Linked DNA regions of Sus scrofa: region 1 is linked to region 2. A link is a contact called in public Hi-C data. All regions are on one chromosome and are shown on one strand. The core of a region is the stretch at or near the end of the contact, and the rest is flanking DNA. Distances in the headings are between cores, read along the strand shown.

Evidence for each region. Hi-C and Micro-C count contacts between places; a contact is called where the count stands out from the background.
Region 1: a contact with region 2 is called in a Hi-C map of embryonic fibroblasts, with 1.7 times the contacts expected there. A contact is called at or near these places in 4 of 47 Hi-C or Micro-C datasets (embryonic fibroblasts, retroperitoneal adipose tissue and subcutaneous adipose tissue).

What each region holds. Positions count from the first base shown.
Region 1 is chr5:46,490,691-46,495,503 of Sscrofa11.1, forward strand. STK38L (serine/threonine-protein kinase 38-like) reads right to left here. Exons shown (of 15, transcript XM_021092164.1): 14 at 3,488-3,579; 15 at 291-3,386. The coding sequence ends at 3,259. Among named protein-coding and RNA genes, the nearest start is that of ARNTL2, 11 kb to the left of the region's middle.
Region 2 is chr5:46,386,099-46,390,435 of Sscrofa11.1, forward strand. The region is part of intron 6 of ARNTL2 (aryl hydrocarbon receptor nuclear translocator-like protein 2); the gene reads right to left. Among named protein-coding and RNA genes, the nearest start is that of ARNTL2, 94 kb to the right of the region's middle.

The sequences.
Region 1 (4,813 bases), core at 766-3,265, 100 kb after region 2:
TGTTTGTTTCATTAAAGTTTTCCAGAAATAAGTGCACTTCTACATAGAAAATAAAATTTAAATAAAGACAAGAGGAAATAATCATGGTTGTAGCAAAATGGTTATGCTGAATGTTCTGAATCTTAGCAATTCCAGGAGAGAATGTGTTTACAGCCAGGGACCCCTCTACTGATTAAAATCTCAATTCATTTATTTGGAGATCACTGATGAATGGATAGCTGTTTCTCCTACCAAGATACTGATGGAGTAATTGTCTAAAGGTTTTCTACAATAAAACACAAAAAATAAATGTACTTTAAAATATTTTAAGATTTACAAATTTATACAAAGATATACACATGTTTAAAAAACAGAAAAAGTATGCTATTATAGAAATAAATGGAACCTTATCTTAAGCCTTAGCAACCAAAGAAAGTTTTAAATATTTCACACTTGTTATTTTCCATTCAACGAATAGCTTATTAAATCAGGTATATATTCCGTTCAGAAAAGGTTGATTTATAAGAAATTCCCTATTTCAGATAGCACTACACTTCAATAACTATAAAGATTTAAAGCCATGTTAATGAGAAAAGCATAAAAGAAAAATAACATAACTTGCTTTAATACAAAGGGTTTTGTTTAATAAAAAAATCAAAGTCTACATTAAATCAGGAAATCAATAAATCTGAATTACACAAGATTTCTATATACTTAGAAAAACCAAAAACACACACAGTTTATAACAAAACTCTTTAATTCAAAATAGAGTCTAATTTAAAGAAAACGTCATTACGCTCGGTTGATTAGATAGGGTTTTGTCATTTAAATTAAATGGTTCACCTGAAATATGGGAAGTATATAATAGAGAAAATTCAATCTCAAGGGTACTTTGCAAATTATCTAGCTAATTTGCATCATGAATCAAATTCTTAGCTTCCAAAGGGCAGACACAGTCTTTAATTGCTTTTAGATAGGCACTTAAGAAATGCTTTTGATGAGGAGGAAACCCCAAAGATTATGAATCACTCTATTAACTCTAGGGAAAAATGAGTCTCTAAACAAAGTAAACTTTCCATAACTGCCCTTCCATTGCCAAGAAATCATAACTATTCCCAAGTTCTCCGTAGTAATAAGGAAGAAGATGGAAACTGAAATGCTCCACTCTTATTCAATTAAAAGGTAAACTTAGGTGATTCAGCTCCTTTACATCAATCTCTCTAACTTGAATTAATGAAAAAGTGTTTACACTAGAATAGTTACCAAATTAGAACCAGAGAATATTATAATTTCCTCTTACCCATTCACTATCACACTAACAAAACAGTCTTTAAAAAAGGGGGTGGGGTGGGGAGGATGAGAAAATCTCATAAAACAGAGCAGAAGTTAAAAAGATTGTTTTAAAATTAGAGGCAGTTATAATCAGAAAAACCAGAATTAGCCAAATTGAGAAACCCTGGAATTTTAATAGTTCTCTCTCCTTACTCAGTCACATGATCCAAACCAAAAAAAAGGAGATGAAGTCTTAAATGAACACATAATAAGTATCAAACAAATACAAGGGAGGGAGGGAGGGAGGCAGAGGAAAAGGAAGGAAAGGGAACGAAGGGGAGAACAGGGCCGGAAGAAAACCCAGGACGACCTTATTGAAACACTGTGGAGCTCTCTAGCAAAAGCAGCAACATCTATAAAACCTTTTGCAGATTTGCATAATGATCCTATGCAATTCTCCATTAAGGACATCCTACAAATAAATTACTTTAGATTCTCATGGCAGATCATTTGTAATGGTTATGCTGTTGTACCTTCGAGTCAACCAATGAGCAGTTAAGACAAACTTAAGACATTCTTTAGATACTCCTTCACTAGTACTGATGAAACCAAAACCTCAGAGAGTTGTTTTAAAATTAAGATGTCAAGCTAGCAAAGACTATTTAACTCTTAGGAAACTACTCAAAGGATTTGATGCGGACATCATCTCCCCCACCCTCGAATCACAGCCTCCCTGGCCTGCTTTTACTTCCTTAATTCCATTTGCATTAACCACAGTGATGCAGCTAAACATGAACAGTGCTGCCCTTGAATGAGCTGACCTCTCTGGAAGATCTGAAGGCAGCATTTCCGCAGGACAGTAAACTTCTCCTCAGCTGTGGACATCCACTCTGTTCAGGATCTTTGGTACATTTGGAGTATAAGAAAATAATGGCACAATAATACAAGAACTATCAAAGGAAACAGTTTCGTCAAAAGAAATAAAAGGTAACCAGCCATGATATGTTACAGCTTTCTAGAAAACCAAAGTACATAGCTCTTTGTTTTCTACAAGTCCATTTACATGATCAGAAGTTTGACATTTAAAAAAATAGTTTAATAAAAATACACTAGGTCTACAAGCAGCCTTCATGGTCATTTCTTAAATTCAACTCACCATAATCAAATGAAAATAATGCCATGTCCTCTGGTTAAAAAAAGAAGTCCTCTTGTCACAAGAAAAGCAATTTACATTTTATATCATACAGTACATCTCCCTATGAGTATACAGACTACGTATATAAAGGTCATCAGTATTTCTGAATGCAAAGTAAAGCATATTAGTGGAGTGCTTGAGTGAAGGTGTCAAACTTCCTCCTTGGTAGAAACTTGTCACTCCCTACTGTGGAGTTGGTGTAATAACACGATGATAAACTCTATATTTAAATAACCAGTGTATTTCCTTTTTAAAATTTCTTAAAACCATTACAGAAATTGTCTTTAAATATATTCTGTAGATGTTCAAACCAATAGGGCAAGTGTTCTAATACCAACTATGGAAGATGGCTTTTATTGATTCTCTAGACCCATAAGACTTGGAGTAAAACAGCAATACTGCAGTGTTACCTACAGATTAGCCTATGTTGCTTGAAATGATATGTGTTTCTCCTGAATTGATTAGAGGTGTTACAGTACAAAGCTACAGCACACACAGGCAGAATGGACCTTAATACGCATGTAGGCAGTGCAGTTAGAAAGGGATGTATGTTTCTTTTTATTCCAGTACCTTCATATAATAAAGTTAACAAAAAATAATAAAATATTAAAAAAAAAAAAAAAAAAAGCCAGCTGGCACTGCCAACCAATTCCTGTAGTAGTCTTAGAAATCCTAATCCTGTAGAATTTCCTCCTGTAGTCAGAAGCACCACCGTCTTCGGGAGTATTTCAGTGTATTGTTTATCTACGCCAAGCAAGCCTGGTGATGCAGCTACCTGAGTTCTCCTGGTTGTGAGCGAATGTGATCTTCATTCATAACTTCCCAGCTTTCATGTAGGTGGGGATAGAGCCACGCTGAGTCAACCCTTCAAACCTTTTATAGGTATAATTGAGAAAAACCCAGTCTTTGGATTTATAGTCCGGTTCCGTGCTGTTTGGCACTAGAAAGATGGAAAAATTAACCAAAAGTAAATGAATTTCACTAGTGAAAGATGCCCTCATAGACTTTTAATAGTGTTAATTGTGTTATAGATTGTCTTACCTGGTTGTAAAATATCAGATTCAGGGAAGTCATCAAAATTTGATGTATCATCAATGCTTTTGATTTCTATAGGGATTGCTGCTGGTCTTTCCCTATAAAAAGATATAAAATAACCATGGTAAATTTTTTTGAACTCAGTTTCCCAAAACATAGTTCTACTTGCAAATTCTGCACACTGTTATGTAGACATTGGAAGAGCCAGGAAAATTTATTATGGATTTGGAAATACCTGTTAGTTAAGTGGATTTTATAATTGAGTATAATTTTTTATTAAAATATTATTTACTTTGAATTTTTATTTCTTTGTACTAAGACTTCTCATGCTATTTTTTCAAGTGGAAAAACAAAAGTTAATGACAGGGAAGGTAGACCAAAAGAGATTTTTATTGAAAAAATTGTATCACTATATAAAGTATCCTAGATAGTGTGGAGACTGGATCCTACCTAATTAATTCAGGAATGGAATTCTCTTAGCAAAGGATCAAAAAATCAAAAGTCATTTGGGAAAATAAGGGGCTCAAAGTATGAAGGGATGACACATTTGTGATGAAATCTGAATCCAGAAACTTCTTAACCATTTAAATATCAAGGGGTCAGCCATATTAGGTTTAAAAAATAAGTCATGAAAATGCCTTTGTATGATGCTAAAAACAGCTAAAAGAAAATATCAATTTTTATTGCTTCTACTTTTTCAGCAAGTACTTACTGGATCTATTAGGTGATAAGTTTACATAATTATGTAAAAGCATGTATACATTTTTCCCAAAATTGTTCTAACCTTTTTATACTTAATGCACTAACTTAATACATTTACTTTAGTTTAGCGTAAAGAAGCATAGATCAGGGTGCCCTGAGATGTAATCTCTTATTGACAAGCAGTATGACCTCAGGTACTGTGACTGTTCCCTCATATAAAACCAAGAGACTGGACTGGTAGTCTCTAAACATCCTTTCAACTGGAACAAGGCGGGAATCATAGTTCTGCCCAATGAGATGATGTACGGACAGTATGATATGGTGCAGCAGTTAAGAGTCAGGACTCCAGAGTCAAATTGCCTGGGTCTAATTCTAGTTAGCGGTTCTGGCTAGTTCATTTACTAGCTGAGGCGCTGCTGGCACATTACTTCTTTGTGCCTTAGTTTCCTCTGTAAAGTAGGGATAATAATAGAACTTATAAGGTTTATTATGAGGCTAAGATGAGAAATACTTAGATCAGTGCTGGGCAGATAGTAAATGATCCCCTAAATTGGCTATACTCAGGTAGAGTGCCCAGCACATCTTAGGAGCGCCAGTGAAGATCTCCAGTGAAGTGACATATAAGCTGTC
Region 2 (4,337 bases), core at 1,798-4,297:
GACAGGACCTCAATAAATGGTCCTGTGAAGTGGAGAAGGAGATGGGGCAGGGGAAGAGGGGAAGGCAAAGTGAGTAAGGGGATCAACTTATGGTGACAGATGGAAACTAAATTTTTGGTGGGAAGCACACTGTAGTGTATACAGAACTAGAAATATAATGTAGTTCACATGACACTTAATAGTGCTGTAAACTGAAGTTACTTCCATAAAAAAATAACTTTGTAAGGCTTATATACTTAGGTATTTCTGATGATGCTTGCAAATTTACAAGTGATACTAAAAATACTCTGCTCAACTGAAAATATAGGCTGAAAAATGTTTTTCATTTATATATGGAATCTCGCATAGAACTTAAGCCTTTTACTTCAATTCTTCTCTAACAATGGGGTGACCAACAATTTCCAACTTAATCAGTCCTTCGATTCTCACCTTGACTATTCAGTTGGCAGATTTCTAGTCAGGATTGCATAACTCCATCCACTGATGGACTCTTACCCACTGGATTGATTAGCTCAAGTTAAAAATATTTCCATTAAATATCCTCTTATTCCAAGAATTCTTCAGACTTGTACCTAAATATTGGGGTCATAGGCCCCAATCCTCACCAAACTAGCTATTTATATCAGCTCCACAGGGTAGATTCATGTGCAATCTACTCCATGATTTTAAGAGAAAAAAAATCTATATTAACCCAAACACTGCCTTAATTTATAGGACATCTCTTTATGAAAATTTTATTCCACCAGTTGCAGGCTAGGTCTCTCAACCTGGTATCTTGTTGGTTAGTTTGAATTCTCACAGTAGCTGATCCTGAGACAAGAATTCAAGTACAGGAAGTATATTTGAGAGGTGCTTCCAGGGAACTCTAGTAGGGAAGTGAGATGGGGAAGCCAAAGAAGCTCATGATAGATACATTTTCCAAGTCACGACCTTAGGAAACTGAAGCTAAATTGCCTAGGGGCATTCTGGGAAAATATGGAGGACGAGAACCTCAGAGTTATGTGGCCTGAAGGGCCTCAGCAAAAGAGAGCGAGGATATTTATCTGTCAGCTTCCCTGAGTCAGTGGGTGCAGGCAGAACCGTCTCTAAGGACCAGAGAAAGAGGTCAAGCAGAGAGTCACAATTGTTGGACCCTGGAAGCCAAGTGGCCTGAGGAGATGTCATGAGGTTCTGACAGCATCTGCTACCCTTGCACAAGAAGCCAATGGAATTACTCATTATCTTCCCACAATACATGGAAGAAATACCTAAGTTATTTGGTAACAGTCATCCATCATGCATCAGCCTTTGATTTCACAATGGAGATACATGAGCAATCTTATCCTTGTCGTAAAAGCTTTTTGAAAGTTTGAATCCATGACATTCATGTTAGAATCAGGGTAGAAATAATTTTTTTTTTTTGATCGGTTTGGTTTTCTTTTTACAGCTACACCTGCAGCATATGGAAGTTCCTGGGCTAGGGGTCAAATTGAAGCTGCTGCTGCTGGCCTATACCACAGCCTTCGGCAATGTTGGATCCTGAACCCACTAAGCAAGGTCAGGGATTGAACTCCCATCCTCAGAGACTATGTTGGGTTCTTAACCCACTGAGCCACAATGGGAACTCCCAGAAATAATGTTTTTAAAAAAACTTTTTTATTATGGAAAATCTCAAACATACCCAAATATAACAAAGCCCCATTTGAGTGACTCATGGCCAATTTTGAGAAATAGCCTTTCTATAAATCCTAAATTCATTTTCAATTAGCATAAGAAGGGGTGTTTCCTAGTTTCTCTTCTTTATTTGTCTTTTTTAGGGCTGCACGCGCGGCACACGTAGTTCCAAGGCTAGGGGTCAAATTGGAGCTGCAGCTGCTAGCCTATGCTGCAGCCACAGCAACTTGGGATCCAAGGCACTTCTGCGACCTACACCACAGCTCATGGCAATGCAGCATCCTTAACCCACTGAGCAGGGCCAGGAATGGAAACCATATCTTCATGGATACTATTCAGATTCATTTCCACTGAGCCACGACAGGAACTCCTTTCTTCTTTTAAATTTAAATATAATGAAGGTGAGGGAGTTCCTGTGTGGCTCAGTGGTTAACGAATCCAACTAGGAACCGTGAGGTTGTGGGTTCAATCCCTGGCCTCATTCAGTGGGTTAAGGATCTGGCATTCCTGTGGCTGTGGTGTAGGCCGGCAGCTACAGCTCTGATTTGACCCCAAGCCTGGGAACCTCTGTATGCTGCAGGTGCAGCCCCAAAAAAGACAAAACAAAACAAAAACAAAGAAGAAGAAGAAGAAAGAAACTAGAGACAAAAAATAAGTGATTGCTGGGGCAGTTTTCAGGAGAGATGAATATTCAGAACACAGAGGGTTCTTAGGGCAGTGAAAATGCTATGTATGGTATTAGAACAATAGATATATGTCACCATACATTTGTCCAAATCCACAGAATGTACAACACCAAGAGTGTACCCTAAGGTAAACTAATGGACTTTGGATGATTATGATGTGTCAAGGCAGCTTTTATCCTTGGTTTAAAAAATATATATGTGGCATTCCGCATGGAAGATGCTGATGATGGGGAAAGCTATACATGTGCGGGCAGGTGGTAAATGGGAAGTCTCTGTAGTTCTCAATTTTGTTGTAAACCTAAAGCTGCTCTAAAAAATAGTCTTAACCAATAATTTAAAAATTGAAATGTAACTCTCATGCTATGGTAAAAAGGGAAGAAAAACATCTTTATTAACTACAGTCTTTCTTCCTTAATAGGGAGCCGTCTTAACAGAAGGTGAGTGCCACTGGCTAATTATCGGAAAGAACAATTTAGTAGCAACTATATGCAAAGTACAATCATTTCACTTGACCGACACTCCCTTTGGTTAACGTGGAATACAAAAGTGTCTCACGAGTGGGAAGTCGTCCACGTGGCCAATCAGGTTTACATTCTATGGGTGGTTACCTTATCCTGCTCCAGGCATCTGTCTACACACACAGTTCTCCCCAACTTCCAACTCTTTCACTGCGAGGAAGGGCCATGCTGATGACTAACACGTGCCCTCACCATTCCTTAGGCCAAGTTGGCCTCGTGCCTTTGGCACAGAGTATGGCGTGTGTTAAGTGAATGCTTGGTCCCATAACTGAGCAGATTAAAAAAGTCCTTTTTGAAAAGATTATTGGACTCTGACTGTAGGCATCTGTGTGGCTCAGCGTGGTGTGGGCACGAATATCCATGTGTGGGTTTCTGCAGCACGAGCCACCCCCTGGCTGTGTGTCTGCTGCAGAAATCATCTAGAATGCATTTCTTTCATTAATCACCTTTGGCATCTAGGAAACTACCCCAGTAGGTGGCCAGGCAGAGTGGAAAGAATACAGATTTTTAAAGCCAGACTCCTGATATTGCCACTTCCAATGTGACTTCAGACAAGTAACAGAAACTTCTCAGGCTTGGGTTCTCTCATGCAAGAGACTGGGATGGTTTGCACAGGAGTGTTACCCAGATTAAAGTAGGTACTTAGGCAAAGTGCTGGGCATACGGATTTTAAATAATTACTGATTCTCCTCTCGCTCTTTTATTTTCCTTCTCTTCTTTCTGAGCCACAAATCAGGGCCTCTACGTATTGAGTGCTTCCTAGGAGCCAAGCACTGCCTTGGCCCCATGTAATCCTAACCAAGTCACACAGAGTGCTATTATTTCACCCACTGTATTGGTCTGCTCCGGCTGCCATATGCAATACAAGATACCACAAACTGGGTGGCTTGAACAACGGGAATTTATTTTCTCACAGTTCTGGAGGCTAGAAGTCCAAGATCAAGGTGTTGGAAGGTCTGGTTTCTCCCGAGGCCTCTCTCTGGCTTGTGTACAGCCGATGTCTCACTGTGTCCTTATGTGGCCTCTCTCTGTGCCTGTGCAGCCCTGCTGTCTCCTCCTCCTCTTATGATGATGCCAGTCATATGGTGTTAGGGCCCCGCTCTTAGGACCTCACTTAACCTTACTGACCTCTCTAAAGGCCCCATTTACACATAGGGCTTCTGCATGTGAATTTTTGGGGAGGCACAATTCAGTCCATAATACCATTTTCCATATATGGAAAGGAATTTGCCTAAGGTCCCAGAGTTATTAAGGAGCAGACCTGACATTAAAACCCTACTGAATTCAGAGCCCAGGCCCTTTCTACTCCATCCTAGAACCTATCCACCAGCATGGCTGTTGTAAGGCAGAAACTAGTATAAGTACCTGAAGCACTGGAGGGACTTAAAGATATGTTAATTCCTTTAGCTCATCTCAGAATTCAGCTAGAAATTGGCTATCATTGACCATTTACCAGATATTCTTCAAATATCTGTATTTT